2 separate regions of the Sus scrofa genome follow, and region 1 is linked to region 2. The links are chromatin contacts, called in public Hi-C maps. All regions are on one chromosome and are shown on one strand. The core of a region is the stretch at or near the end of the contact, and the rest is flanking DNA. Distances in the headings are between cores, read along the strand shown.

Region 1 (6,807 bases), core at 898-3,397, 360 kb after region 2:
AAGAAAAGAGGTTTTAAAGTATTACTTTACATTATTAAAATCATGCCAACAGAAAGTGGATAGAAAGAAGTTAGAATTGGCTGAAAGAATGAATGTTTCCTATCAGACATTTCTGTGTTCTTTTTCCAATGCTTCCACTTACTAATTATGTGTCCTAGACCTAGTTTCTGAATTCTCAGAGCCTTATCAGGGGAAAAAAAAAAACAAACTCTTTATGTCTTCATCTCTAAAACAAATTTAACAGTATATCCCACATTGGCAGTGTTGAGGATTGTGTGAGGTTATGTGTTAAAAAAAAAAAAAAGTTCAGTATAATATCCAGCATGAAGCAAATCTTCAATAGCTATTTCAATGCTCAGACTCATCTCCTTTCCTTTCTTGTAATCCAACTAAAAGAAATATTTCCAACCTACTGGGTTAAGAAATTGGTTTAAAATTCCCCTGAGGACTGCACTTATTTCAAAATGCTCAGATATATTACTATTTTGTTTAGTGTTTCAGGGAACATAGTCAAATTTAGACTTGGTCCTGGTTGCATGGTTCTTATTTAATAAGAGAAGTGGGATATATTCTAAGTATAAAAATAGGAGTTGCAATGATTATAAAAGTGATGAGTCATAGAGAGGATCCAGAATTACATTGGTGGTTTGGAGGACACTGGATGTTAGGGAAATTGTCCTGGAAGAAGTGGGCCCTAAACTGTACTGTGAAGGAGAGAAAACAAATGATGAAGCAGAGAAAAGACGTTAGCCAGAGCAAACATTTGGGTTGACAGGAGTATCAAGATCAACTGGAATGAACATGGCTCTCAATATGGGCAGATACCCACCCAGACAGATGCTGTTCAGGACCATTCTTCCCGATGATTACTCAGAATTCTCAGTTAATACCTGAGGCAGCCCTAAGCCAGGAGTCATCTACACTTGAGGCTTTTTTTTTTTTATTTCCCTCACTTCTCTCCATTCCCTCCAGATAGGCCTGTCCTTTACTCAGTACTGCAATATCCTCCTCTCTGTTTTTAAAGTAGACTAAGCTCATCTGACATAATAATATTTACTGTATAATATGAGTGTAGTTATGAAGTACAAAATCCACATTATCCCACAAAAGTACTATTAAAAATTTCAACAGTATTACTGGAGCTATCCCAGAATCCACTAATGAAAATAAACACGACCTGTAAACAAAAAATAAAAATTGAAAAAATGACAGTTGTCTATTCCAAGGAATGAACTAACATACACTCGAAAAATAAGGTAAAGATGGTAAAGCAATTGCATATATGTTTATTGAAAACACTGTGAATTGAGTTATAATATAAAATTATCTAAGCATTTGCTTAGATAATAAAATACTTAGCTGTAAAAAATATTACCTTTGGAGATACTTTATAATTTATGATATGAAAAATTTTAGTCACAGATTCTATACATAAAAACAATATTTTCCTTTGAATGTTTACACTGTTTCAGAAACAGAGATAGGAGTTAATTTCTATGCTGAAACATCATGCTTGAAACTCTTTACAGCTATTATCACAAAACACCATTATCTCAAAACATTATCTCAAAACAACATGCTTGAAACCAGCCCAACTATTTCTTATCTGAGGAAACCATAGTTTGTATTCCATTAGGCACCAAAACATAAAAGATAATCATTGCAAAAAATAAATATATGTGTGTATTTTTCTCTTTGAAAATATTTTATATTAGAATAGTCTTATTTTTAAAATATGCGTGTAAACTTCGCTGAATTTAATGTTTTCATTATACACATCTAGCAGGTTTTAGTAAACCAAGTGTGCAAATAATGACTATTACTTATTATCATATCAATAAGTAATCACACACAGAAAGTAAACTCAAACAAGAAAGAATCACAGTGTCCTCTAGGTGGTAACAATATTTGCTCCCTAGTTAGCATCTGAAGACTTCCAAGTTCTTTTAGAACCATACATCCAGTTTATATCTCAGATTTATCAAATGTGAGTCAGAGATCTCTGGTAAGGAGGTTTAGAGTTGTGACTGCTAAATGTAGGACCTTCATCCTCTTGCCACTGCTAAATTTAGGACCATCATCCCCTTGCCTTTGAAGGATAGAAGTGAGGAGACACCTGTCTCAAACACTTACCATCAGCATCTGATCTATGCCACCTATGTAATATATTTCAGGAAATGATAGTCCTGCTGTGTGGATGCTAAGCCACTGTGACCCTACATATCTTGCTAGAGAACTGCTGTTGCCTTTTTTAATAGACCTATTTACGTTGCAAGATTTTTTTTTTTTTTTTTGCTTTTTTAGGGCTGCACCCACGGCATATGGAGGTTCCCAGGCTAGGGGTCAAATTGGAGCTGTAGCCGCCAGCCTACACCACAGCCGTAGCAATGTCAGATCTGAGCTGCGTCTGCGACCTACACCACAGCTCACAGCAACGCCGGATCCTTAACCCACTGAGCAAGGGCAGGGATCGAACGAACCTCATGGCTGCTAGTCAGATTCATTTCCACTGAGCCACAACAGGAACTCCTACCCTTGGAAGATTTTAAAGTTTTTTGCAGCACTGAATATAAGCTACAAATTTTGAAATCAGGATTAAAAAGTGTTGGCAGTGGACCTACTGTGTATCAAAAGTCTTACATACATGTGAGCCCTTTGATCCAAGAACTCTACTTCTGAAAATGTAAAGGAGATAATTATGTATAAACATGTAATTATAGGGGTCTTCATTTCAGAATATTTACAACAAAGAAAATGTGTTCTCTAAGTGTTCAAAAATTGACAATAAGTAAAATATCCAAAATAAGACAAATAAACTGTTTTGCAATCCCAATAAAAATGATATTCTAAATATACTTATTCACGTGAAAAATGCCCATATAATAGTTATATGAAAAAATGAAGGATAAAATAGTAGGTTAAATATGTGATCCCATTTTTTTATTCCATCTATACATATATATATGTATAAAACCACTATACATTTAGTGGTTCTATACACACACACACACACACACACACACACACACACATATATATATGGTTTTCTCTAAGGGAGTGGATTATGGTTGAATTTAATTTTCCCTAGCTATATTTTCTAGTTTTATTCAATTAGTATATATTACTTATATAATGAAAAGTTTCAAATTAGTACTATTAAACAATGAAAAAATTAAAGTGCAAAATAGAAAAGTTTTCCTGTTGCCCTCTCTCCTGTAGCTTAAAATATACAATATAGAGAAAACCTAATCAAGCATATTAGAATTAAAACAATCAACGATAAGCACTAAGAGTTCCCGTCATGGCTCAGCAGTTAACGAATCTGACTAGCATCCATGAGGATGCAGGTTCGATCCCTGGCCTTGCTAAGTGGGTTAAGGATCCTGTGTTGCTGTGAGTTGTGGTGTAGGTCACAGATGCAGCTCGGATCCCATGTTGCTATGGCTGTGGCGAAGGCCAGCGGCTACAACTCCAGTTCAACCCCTAGCTTGGGAACCTCCATATGCCATGGGTCCGGCCCTAAAAAGCAAAAAAAAAAAAAACAAAAAAAAAAAAAAAACAATAAGCACTAAAGCAATACAAGTAAAATTCAATCGCACTTGACCTGGTTAAATCATTATAAATATGTATGTTATATCATGAAAAAAATTACCAGATTTAGGAGTTCCCATTGTGGCGCAATGGTTAACGAATCCGACTAGGAACCATGAGGTTGCAGGTTCGATCCCTGGCCTTGCTCAGTGGGTTAAGGATCCGGCATTGCCGTGAGCTGTGGTGTAGGTTGCAGACGGGCTTGGATCCACGTTGCTGTGGCCCTGGTGTAGACCGGTAGCTACAGCTCCAATTAGACCCCTAGCCTGGGAATTCCATATGCCGTGGGAGCGGCCCTAGAAAAGGTAAAAAGACCAAAAAAAAAAATTTACCAGATTTAGAGGAAAGGTAAGTGTGTATGACTTTCTGCTAAATTCCTGGGTGATGATGGGCAAGTCACATTTACAGATGTTATATTCATAGAAAATGGGAGTAGATGATTTCTGAAAGCCCTTTCAACTCTAATACTCTATCAATCACTGGAAAATCCTCTTATCTTTGGTAATGTCCTTGACCTCCCTCAGCCATAGAAGGGCCCATACCAGTTTCAGCAACTGTGCACAAGATCCCCTGGGCAGGGCCTGTGTCTTGCATAAATGTTTTCACTTTAAATAAGTCTCTTTCACATAATAACAATTCAATAAATGTCCGGTAATAAATCGTTCCTCTTGTGATAGTCATACATCCATGACCTCAGGAAGCCTAGCCCAGGATATTTTCAACCATTTGATTGATTTGTCTGCACAAATGGCAATGGCTACTCTGGTCCAAGATCCAAGACCCTGTATAAAAACTAATTATAGCAAGATGTAGTACACAGGCTTAGAGTAAGCTGTTTTCATTCAGTTCTCAACATAAGAGAACATGGCCCCTCAAAGCCACAGGATACCACTGTTCTTATGCTGTTAAAGCTCTGAGACATCTTCCATAGTGCCTCTGTTTGATCCATCTTTCTGGTTCTGCCTTCCCTTTGTTCTTCAGAGGAGCATAAAATTGTTTTGGTAATTTCATTAGCTTCAAAAGAAGCCAGAGTAAGTGTGCTGGTTAAAATATTCAGTAAGCACATCTGTCAGCATATTCCACGTGAGAAACAAAAGACTAAGGCTGCAATCATAGTTTCAGAAGCTAGCAACAGAGTGGGTAGCTAGAGCAATCCACAGTCAGCAAACCAACAGGCCAATGTCATGGACACTGAGGATAGAGTGTCTCAGAGCAGACAACTCCCAGCTGGGCATGGCAGCACAAAGTCAAAATGGCAGGAAAGAATGGGACCTGAAGAGCTGTCACTGCATCAAACTGATGCAAATCACATTCCTTGTTCCTCTATAAATCGTATTTATTTTTATTTTTGGATTGGTAAATGGAAAACATGACGTGATTTAATTAATAAAAGTAATCAAAACTTTCAAGATGTAGTGTGGTAATAATTTTGCAATATATATACATATCGAATTATGGTGTACACATGAAACTAATATAATGTTATATGTCAATTATACTGCAATAAAAAAAGAACTTTCAATTTTATAGTTACCACATAGTACTTAATGCACTGTAACTATTTAGCAAAGCTAAAGATATTCATGTAACCAGAATTATATTTACTTTTAAAAATAAGGATTAAGAAAGACATCAATTATTAAAATAAACTCGGTAAATTATTTTAAGTAGAAAGATACATTCACGAGGGAAAAAAACATCTATGGAGGCAATTGTAAATGTTTCCTGGGAGTTTTAATATAAAAGTCATGGGTTCAGCTCCTGGGTCCCTTTAGTACTCCATACTATGTCATAACGAACTTGGGTTTGCAAACCTTTTGTGTTTCAACCATAATCAGTTATGTGAGTCCAATCAGCAATGTCCAAAAAGGGTCTGTTTAATTCTTAGTTATATAGAGAGACTCCAGATATTATACATGGGTATGTGCAAAATACACTTTTTTTTTCTTTTAGGAATATACTATCATTTATAAACTCAAGTAAGTATCATTATGGCTATGCAAAAAATACGTAATAATACCTCTAATAAAAGCTTCTTTTGAGAAGTAAGCTGTGTTGGTTGCATTTATGTTGCATATATATGTGTCTGTTATATGGACATAAGAGTATAAAATGTTATAAAAACAGACCCTAAGTATGGAATTTGAAGAATGCTACTGACGCATGAGAGTCTAGTTAAGATGCTGCTTTTTACATGAACATTCCAAGTCACCCCCTGGGAGCGATTTTTTTTTTTTCCTCTCAAAGATCCTTCAAATTTCTATTTTTACCTTTATTCTTTGTGTTCTAACTATTGTGTTATGTACTATAGGGTTTATTTTAGAAAATTTATTTTTCAGTAGACTATAAACTCTTTGAGGAAAAATATTTGTAGGCGTTCCCTCTGTGGTACAGTGGATTAAGAATCCAACTGCAGCAGCTTGCATTGCCACAAGAGCACAGATTCAATTCCCAGGCCCCCTCAGTGGTTAAAAGGATCCAGCACTGCCAAAGCTGCAGCATAGGTTGCACCTTTGGATTCAGTCCCTGGCCTGGGAACTTCCACATGCCTGGGGTATGGTGATTTTAAAAAAAAGTATAAACTCCATCCATACACATATACATTGCTTATCATGTTGTAAACACTTAATAAATGTTTGTTGGAGGAAATGATACCTTCTTTTCTCCTAGACAGCTCTGGATTTGAAAGTACAATAGCCTTTATAGCTTTTATTTATTCTGATTTTCTCCCCAAATGGACCATCCTGTAGATCTCAAAATCCAGGGAAGGACATCAAATAGAATTGATAAAAGGTACACAACTTTTCACTAAGTGATCTAGAGAAAAGCAATGTTCCTTGGCCCCTTGTAATTCTCAGTCATCTCCACACATGACTTGTAATTAAAGCACATATTTTCTATCCAAATAAGAAATTCCATCACTGTGAAAAATGTGGAACAAAGGGAGTTCCTGTCCTGGCTCAGTGGTAACGAACCTGACTAATAACCATGAGGATGCGGGTACAATCCCTGGCCTCGCTCAGTGGGTTAAGGATCTGGCGTTGCTATGGCTGTGCTGAGGCTGGCAGCTACAGCTCGATTAGACCCCTAGCCTGGAATTTCCATACGCCGTGAATGTGGCCCTAAAAAAACAAACAAACAAACAAAAAAGTGGACATGGCAATGACCATCAACCGGAGATGATGAGAACTTTGGGGTAAAACACATTGATGAAAT
Region 2 (7,177 bases), core at 2,701-5,200:
ATCATGGGATTCAAGGCCACACTTTAAGCAACGTCATTCTCAATATCTTACCAAGTAACTTCAACCAATATTGAGAGTAAAAAAGTGCATGCTTCACTGTAATACTCTCTAGTCTGATCTAAAAGGGCTCTAAGGTTCTGCATGTATTCAAACTTCTTTATGACTTTTATCCTCTTTGAAAAGCCCTGGGTGGAGAAGTTGAGATTCCTCCACCTTTCCTGAATTTATTCACAATGAGTGAATCCATCCAGGACAATTAATGAAATTATTTAGAGCTACCAGTTTGTGTGTGTGTGTGAGTGTGTGTGTGTGTAGCTGAGTATTTGTATAAAGTTAACCCCCAACCAGACTTCTCTGAGTTTTGCCATCCCAGCACATCAATAGATACCATGCCAACCATTCTACCTTCCAGGGCAGCCTCAGGCTATTGCCCGATCCCTCATCCTCACTCTTTAAGCACCCTTGGCTCCCATTTTCCTCATTTCTTCAGCATTTAGAAACCCTGCTGTGGCTCTATTCGCCTCATCAGGTACTAAGAGCTCAATCAAAGGGTACTAAGGGTTTTTTTCAGGAATATTAGTAGATTACAGAAACTATCATATATCAGAACTCCCATGAATGTTCTCTTTTTTCAATATCCCATACAAAAGTAAATTTATAAAAATAGCGCCGCTACTAACTTCAGTGAAACAGAAGAAAAATAATTAATTTTACTTGAATAGACTGGGAAATCCTTCACTGAGAGACAAGTCATCTGAATCTCTGACAGATTAATTGTGAATCTTATATAGGAAGAAAAAAAGCAAGAAAAATGGGAAAACTTCACTTGATGATTTACACTCTGGCCCCTCCCACGAAACATTCACTAGTAGGTGTCAATTCGTTGTTTAACTCCTAGCATCCACATGAATAAAACTGCCTTTATAGACAACTGTAAGGGAAGATTTTTTTCATAGATACTTGAAAATGTACAGTAAAACATCATCTTCCAGGAACACATTAGGTTGGCATTTCATAACGGCAATAAAATAGTATGGAGGTTCCTCAAGAAATTAAAAATAGGACTGCTACATGATTCAGCAGTTTTACTTCTGGGTATTTACCAGAAGAAAACAAAAACACTAGGTGGAAAAAATATATATGATTATCAAATGTTTATTGCAGCACTGTTTACAAGAGCTAAGACATGGAAGCAACCTAAGTTCATCAGTAGATGAATTGATAAAGATGTGGGATAAACACAGACACACCTTGTTTTATTTTTCTCCCTTTATCCCATGTCACAGATAATGCTTTTTTAGAAAACAAATTGAAGGTTTGTGTTACCTGCATTAAACAAGTCTATAGCCACCATTTTTTCAAGAGCGTTCGCTCACTTTGAGTCTCTGCATTTTGGTAATTCTCACAGTATTCAAAGCTTTTTCACTATTATGGTGTTTGTTATGGTGATCTGTGATCAGTGATCCTTGATGTTCTTATTACAAAAATATTATATATGACTCCCTGAAGCCTGATAGGATAGTCTGCATTTTCTAGCAATAAAATATTTTTCTAATTAGAGTATATAATTTTTCAGACATAATGCTATTGCACACTTAATAGACTACAGTACAATGTAACTATAACCTTATATGCACTAGGAAACCAAAATATCTCTGACTTGTTCACTGCAATATTCACTTTATTGTGGTGGTCTGGAACCAAATCTACAATATTTCCCAGTTATGCCTATATACACTGGACTATTATGCAGCCATTAAAAAGTTATGACAACATGGATGGATCTAGACAGTATTATGCTAAGTGAAAAAAGTCAGAAGGAGAAAGAAAAATACTCTATGACCTCTTTTACATGTAAAATCTAAAAAACAAAGCAAAATAAAACAAAAACAGATTCACACATACAGAGAACAAATGGGTGGTTGCTGGAAGGGAGGATTGGTGGGGGTGTGTGGAATAGGTGAATGGGATAAGAGGTACAATCCTCCAGTCAGAAAATAAATAAGCAGTGAGATATAATATACAACAATATGGAATATAGTCAGTAATATTCTAACAACTTTGTATGGGGATAGATAGTTACTAGACATTGCAGTGTTCATTTCATAATGCATGTAAATGTCAAATCACTATATAATATAGCTAAAACTAACGCAACACTGTACGTCAACTGCATTTTACCCACATGGCAAAGTTCATTTAAACATTAAAATATTTTAATATTTAATTACATCTTCCTTTTCATTTTCTTTAATAAGAACTAAAAGGAAGTTACAAAGGAAATACCACCATTCCATAGTCTGAAGTAGAATGTAATCTGTGTTTATTTCCTTTGTCTCAGTCAAGTATATTCTCTGATTTATTGGGCATTAATTTGGGAAAGTACCTGGCTTTGTCAAACTTAAATGTCTTAGATTCTCAATACATGACAGACATTAATACACAGGATGCATTCAACTAATGATTATTATTATTATTAATTATTAGCTGAGAAAGACAAATCTTGAATCTACTCAGTAAAGCAAAATAAATTATGGTTATCTGATGTTGGGAACAGGGAAAAATAGAACAGGAAGGAAGGAATTTTGAGAAGCAAAATTCCCAAATTTTCTTTGAAAAATGGTGATAGTAAAAGGAAATTCAGAAAATAGGAAGAATCTAAACCAAACTTCCTACTTTATAAAAAAATAATGGATACAAATAATTTACAAAACAGAAAACTGACATGACATATTTCACTTTGAATTGCCCCTCCTGGGGTAAGTACTATAATTAGGTTACGTGGGGGCAAAAGGAAAAAAAAAAGGTTAATTGTATTTCTAAATTATAATTCTATAACTGTGTACAATGTAACTTATTGGATTCATTTAATAAATTTTACATGATGTAATATAAAGAATGATAAATACGGAACATTATAATGTAAAAAAAGGAAGGCTATGCTTAATTCAACTAATCATGAATATTTATTTTAAGGTTAAGAAAAAAAATTCTTTAGACTTGTTAATCATAAATTTAACCTGCTGTGACAGTAGGTTCTGAGGTTAAATTATTCTTCCCAGGAATGATCAGGTTTATCAGTTGATGAAAATCTCATGCCTGGAAGAACAGTTAGCTGATAACTTACTGGGATAACTCTAAAAAAGATGTGTAACAAATATAAGAATCTATGATTCTCAGTAAATACATGAGAATGTATAAAATAAGTAGAATTTGGCTTGATCTAAAAACAATGTATGGAGTTCCCATTGTTGCTCAGCAGAAACGACTCTGACTAGTATTGATGAGGATGCAGGTTCGGTCACTGGCCTCACTCAATGGGTTAAGGATCCAGCGTTGCTGTGAGGTGTGGGGTAGGTCGCAGATGTAGCTCAGATCTGGCATTGCTGGGGCTGAGGTGTAGGCCAGTGGCTACAGCTCCAATTTGACCCCTAGCCTGGGAACCTCCATATGCCACAGGAGTGGTACTAAAAAGACAAAAAAAATTAAAATTAAAATAAGAAATAAAAAATGAAAACAATGTGCATTTGAAGTGAATATTTTTAAACTAAAGGATAATGAAGAAAATCTCTGAAGAACATTCACATTATCTACAGCTATAGTATGTTTTAGGTTATGCCATCCAGTATAACCCAAGGCTTCTGCCCTACCCTGCCTCTCCACAGTTGTATCAAGGGGAATAGCAGCTACACTTAATTACCTAATTTAAACTTAGTTTGAAAGGTACAACTTCTGTATGAAATCACTGAAAGATTACGAGTGTGAAATATTTAGAAATATCCATTGTTTCAAAACATCATGACTTTCACTGGGTAATTAAGGTTTGATTCTAGTTTTTTAAGTCTTTATCTGTAAATGTTCTGCTTTTTGACAGCTCCTTTAATAGTCATGTGGGATGCAGCTGTTGAACACATAACTGAGACAGAGATATGGGATATAAATAACTCACAGGATAACTTTCCAAATGCAAATCACTGATATCTTACAGATACCATGGAATAAAAATCCTAGCAAGTAAGTCACACAGGAAGTTTCAAAAAGAAGATTTAAAAAACAGATTTGCTTTTTTTCTGTCTGTTTCTCTTTTAGTGATTTTCCAGACACAATGTAGAGGTTCTGGTTTGAAACAGTCTTAGGCAGGGCTTCAGAGAACTTTTATTCCATAAAAGCACACTATTTCCATTAAAGTACACACTGCGAGCTGAAAGATATGCCATTCTTTTGGGGAAGTAACACTCATAAATCCTAGTAACATAAGCAATTCTAAAATAAAATCAAATTGGAGCACAGAAACATTTGGGGGCTGTTTTTCACATATATTTTTGGAGTCAAATATTTCCAAAGATATAGGGCTATATTTTCAGCCTGCATAATATCTCACACCAGTAACACCTGTTGTTGTTAATCTTTGTTTCCCCAAAGTGATGTGTGAGTATAAAGTCATCTGAGTGACTCATTAGGGCACCCCCAAAAGTTCTGTGATAACATAAGTAGACCAACTAAACAAATGTCCATGTGAAAGAGTAATGAACTTCTCTTTGCCAAGCTTCCTAATCTCTATAATTTTTCAGACTCTGAAAATGGAATGTGATTTACAGGTCTATAAATTTCATTGCTTCAGATTTTCATGTTTCTCTAATCACAGCTGTGAAAGGAAAACTCAGAGGTTCCTTCTCAGTTTTTATTTTAACCAAATAAATGAACACAAATAAAATACGGCTAAATACTTCATACGTCTGGTGCTCTAGAAAAATGGTGGGCTTAGAAATAAAGGGAAATGTAAATTTTTTTATGTGTTGCAAGACAGATAATGAAAAGATTTTGTCTAATCATGTATGGGGTGGTGAAAAAACAAAAACTAGTACTTCCAACAACAACATTTTCTCTTGGGATTTGTGTTAGGTCAGAGAGATCCTTCCATGTATACCTTGGAATTTTTAAATGGAAAAAAAAAAGTAAGAGAAATGTGATTTGGGGGCCTCCAGTTTGGCAGGTCTATTCATCTCTTATTAATACCTGAAGCCTAGAGATTGCTGCAATCAATATATACAGTGGGAATGCTCTAACTTGGGCTTTTTCATTAGGCGATCACCATCTCCTCCCTATGCCTTCTGAAGAGTAAATGCCCATGCCATAGGAAATTAAAAGAATTCCAGCACTGGAAATGAACAGAATGATTTGATACTTGTGACTGGTATTTTTGGAAGGAAAAAAAATTTATGGATTTCCATTGGAAGGTAGACTAACATTTAAAGCTTAAAGGAGGAACTAGTTACTTTGGTTGGAGTATTCTGGCCTGGAAGCGTGACAGGAGGCTTGGCTTTCCCTCAACCTGTGGCAAGGGAAGGTTTTTAATAGTAGGTGGCTGACTTCTTGAGTGAAGTGGGAACTGTTTTCTTATCAGTTAGCCATATGGTAAATATTCTGAAATTAGGAGAATTTTAGACTTTAGAGGGATTATACAATATCTTAAACTGAATAACAAGCTTGATCTTAGCTATTTAAAAATGTATTTTAAATGAGCTTCTTCTAATTTTTGTATGATATGACTCAAGTAGTTTCCTTCACATTCAAAAAGTGATATTTAACAAAAAATCCCAAAAGGTAATTCTGAAATAGATTTTAGTGAGAAATATATGTGTTTTGAATTAAATTTTTCTTTTTTATAGGTGCTGTATAATAAAATAAATGTACATAAAGGTGATATAATAGAGTACTTTTGTGCTGCTGTTTTTTTTTTTTCTTTTTTCCTTTTAGGGCCACATCTGAGACATATGGAGGTTTCCAGGCTAGGGGTCTAATCAGAGCTGTTGCTGCCGGCCTACGCCATGAGCCACTGCAATGCCAGATCAGAGCCAAGTCTGTGACCTACACCACAGCTCATGGCAATGCCGGATGCTTAACTCACTGAGTGAGGCCAGGGCTCAAACCCGAAACCTCGTGGTTCCTAGTTGGATTCATTTCCGCTGCGCCACGACGGTAATTCTGATATTAGAGTACTTTTTAACATTAATATTTGAAGCAGTATATTACTGAGGCCCAAAATACTTTGAGGAATGCAACACATTTCTAAAACTATAATTAGAAGATAATTTAACCTGGACATTGAAAACTTAGGTATTCTTGCTTTGATTTACCATATATTAGCTATTACTTTGAATAATCCCTTTCCACTTTCCAGCTGACAAATACATACAAGGGGTAAATATGTCAAATGATCGTAAAGGTTCCTTCTGTCTATAAAATGTGATTTTATGTCAATAAAAATAAAACATAATTTAACACACAGATATTCACTTATATCCATAACTCTTAAAGTTTATAAAGTATGGTTAAATACATGAAAACTCTCATAGAGATTGTAGAAATCTGTCAATACCACCATATATTATCATTAATCTAATTATTCATTTATTCTGCCAGACATTTGGTGATATAGGAGGAATCCTATAATTTGGTCAGAAGACATGCTATACATAAACAATTATAAGCAGCATAGAGTGGACACAATAAAACAGCGATAGGGTCAGTCTAGAATGTTGATTTAGAATTCTGACTTAGGAGTCTTTCAATTCTATGTCTGCCACCTTCCAGCTCTGTGATCTTGATCAAGTCACTATAAAACTCCAAAGCTTTTCCCTAAAGGCAGGATGGTGATGATGACTAAATGAGATCATGCAAGCCTCATGCTTAGTAAATGCCCAATAAATGGCAGCCTCTGAGTCCAATCATGCTCTTAGATGTGCTGTAGGAGCACAGAAGTAAAAAAAGCCAATTGTTGCCTGGTTAACTCCTGGAAGCAGATGTCCAAGGAAATGAGATATTCGTGCTAGGTCTGAAAGATGAGAGAGAGTTCACTGTATAGACTGGAAGTAGAAGAAGTGCATTCCAAGGAGAAGAAAAAAAAATTGGCACAAAGTCCTTGGGTTGAGAAGAAGCACTGCAAGTTAAGAGGATGCAAATGGTTTCCTGGCTGAAAAAGTGTGTGTGTGTCTTGGTATGGGCAGAGAGAGGTTAACAATTGAGTAGGGCTGATGCTTAAGCACAGATGTAAAATGCTGTTAAGTGCCCCACATGCGAAAGATTTAGAGTTTAATCCTTCAGGAAACAACAGTTAAAGACTCAAGATTTCTAATTAGCAGGATAACAATATAAAGAGACATTGATTTAGAAAAAT

Evidence for each region. A called contact is a pair of places that touch in the nucleus more often than the background predicts.
Region 1: a contact with region 2 is called in a Hi-C map of fetal skeletal muscle, with 2.1 times the contacts expected there. The contact joins two enhancer-like sites. A contact is called at or near these places in 1 of 47 Hi-C or Micro-C datasets (fetal skeletal muscle) and 1 of 2 datasets of contacts at active chromatin or transcription factors (skeletal muscle).

Annotation. Positions count from the first base shown.
Region 1 is chr8:100,514,079-100,520,885 of Sscrofa11.1, forward strand. It overlaps a transcript of SPRY1 not described here. Among named protein-coding and RNA genes, the nearest start is that of SPRY1, 340 kb to the right of the region's middle. Within about 2 kb of position 2,148, at least 1 of the 83 cell types and tissues checked has an H3K27ac peak or open chromatin away from gene starts, as enhancers often do. A contact at or near this core is called in fetal skeletal muscle, where this site is marked.
Region 2 is chr8:100,155,556-100,162,732 of Sscrofa11.1, forward strand. No RefSeq gene overlaps it. Among named protein-coding and RNA genes, the nearest start is that of ANKRD50, 380 kb to the left of the region's middle. Within about 2 kb of position 3,951, at least 5 of the 83 cell types and tissues checked have an H3K27ac peak or open chromatin away from gene starts, as enhancers often do. A contact at or near this core is called in fetal skeletal muscle, where this site is marked.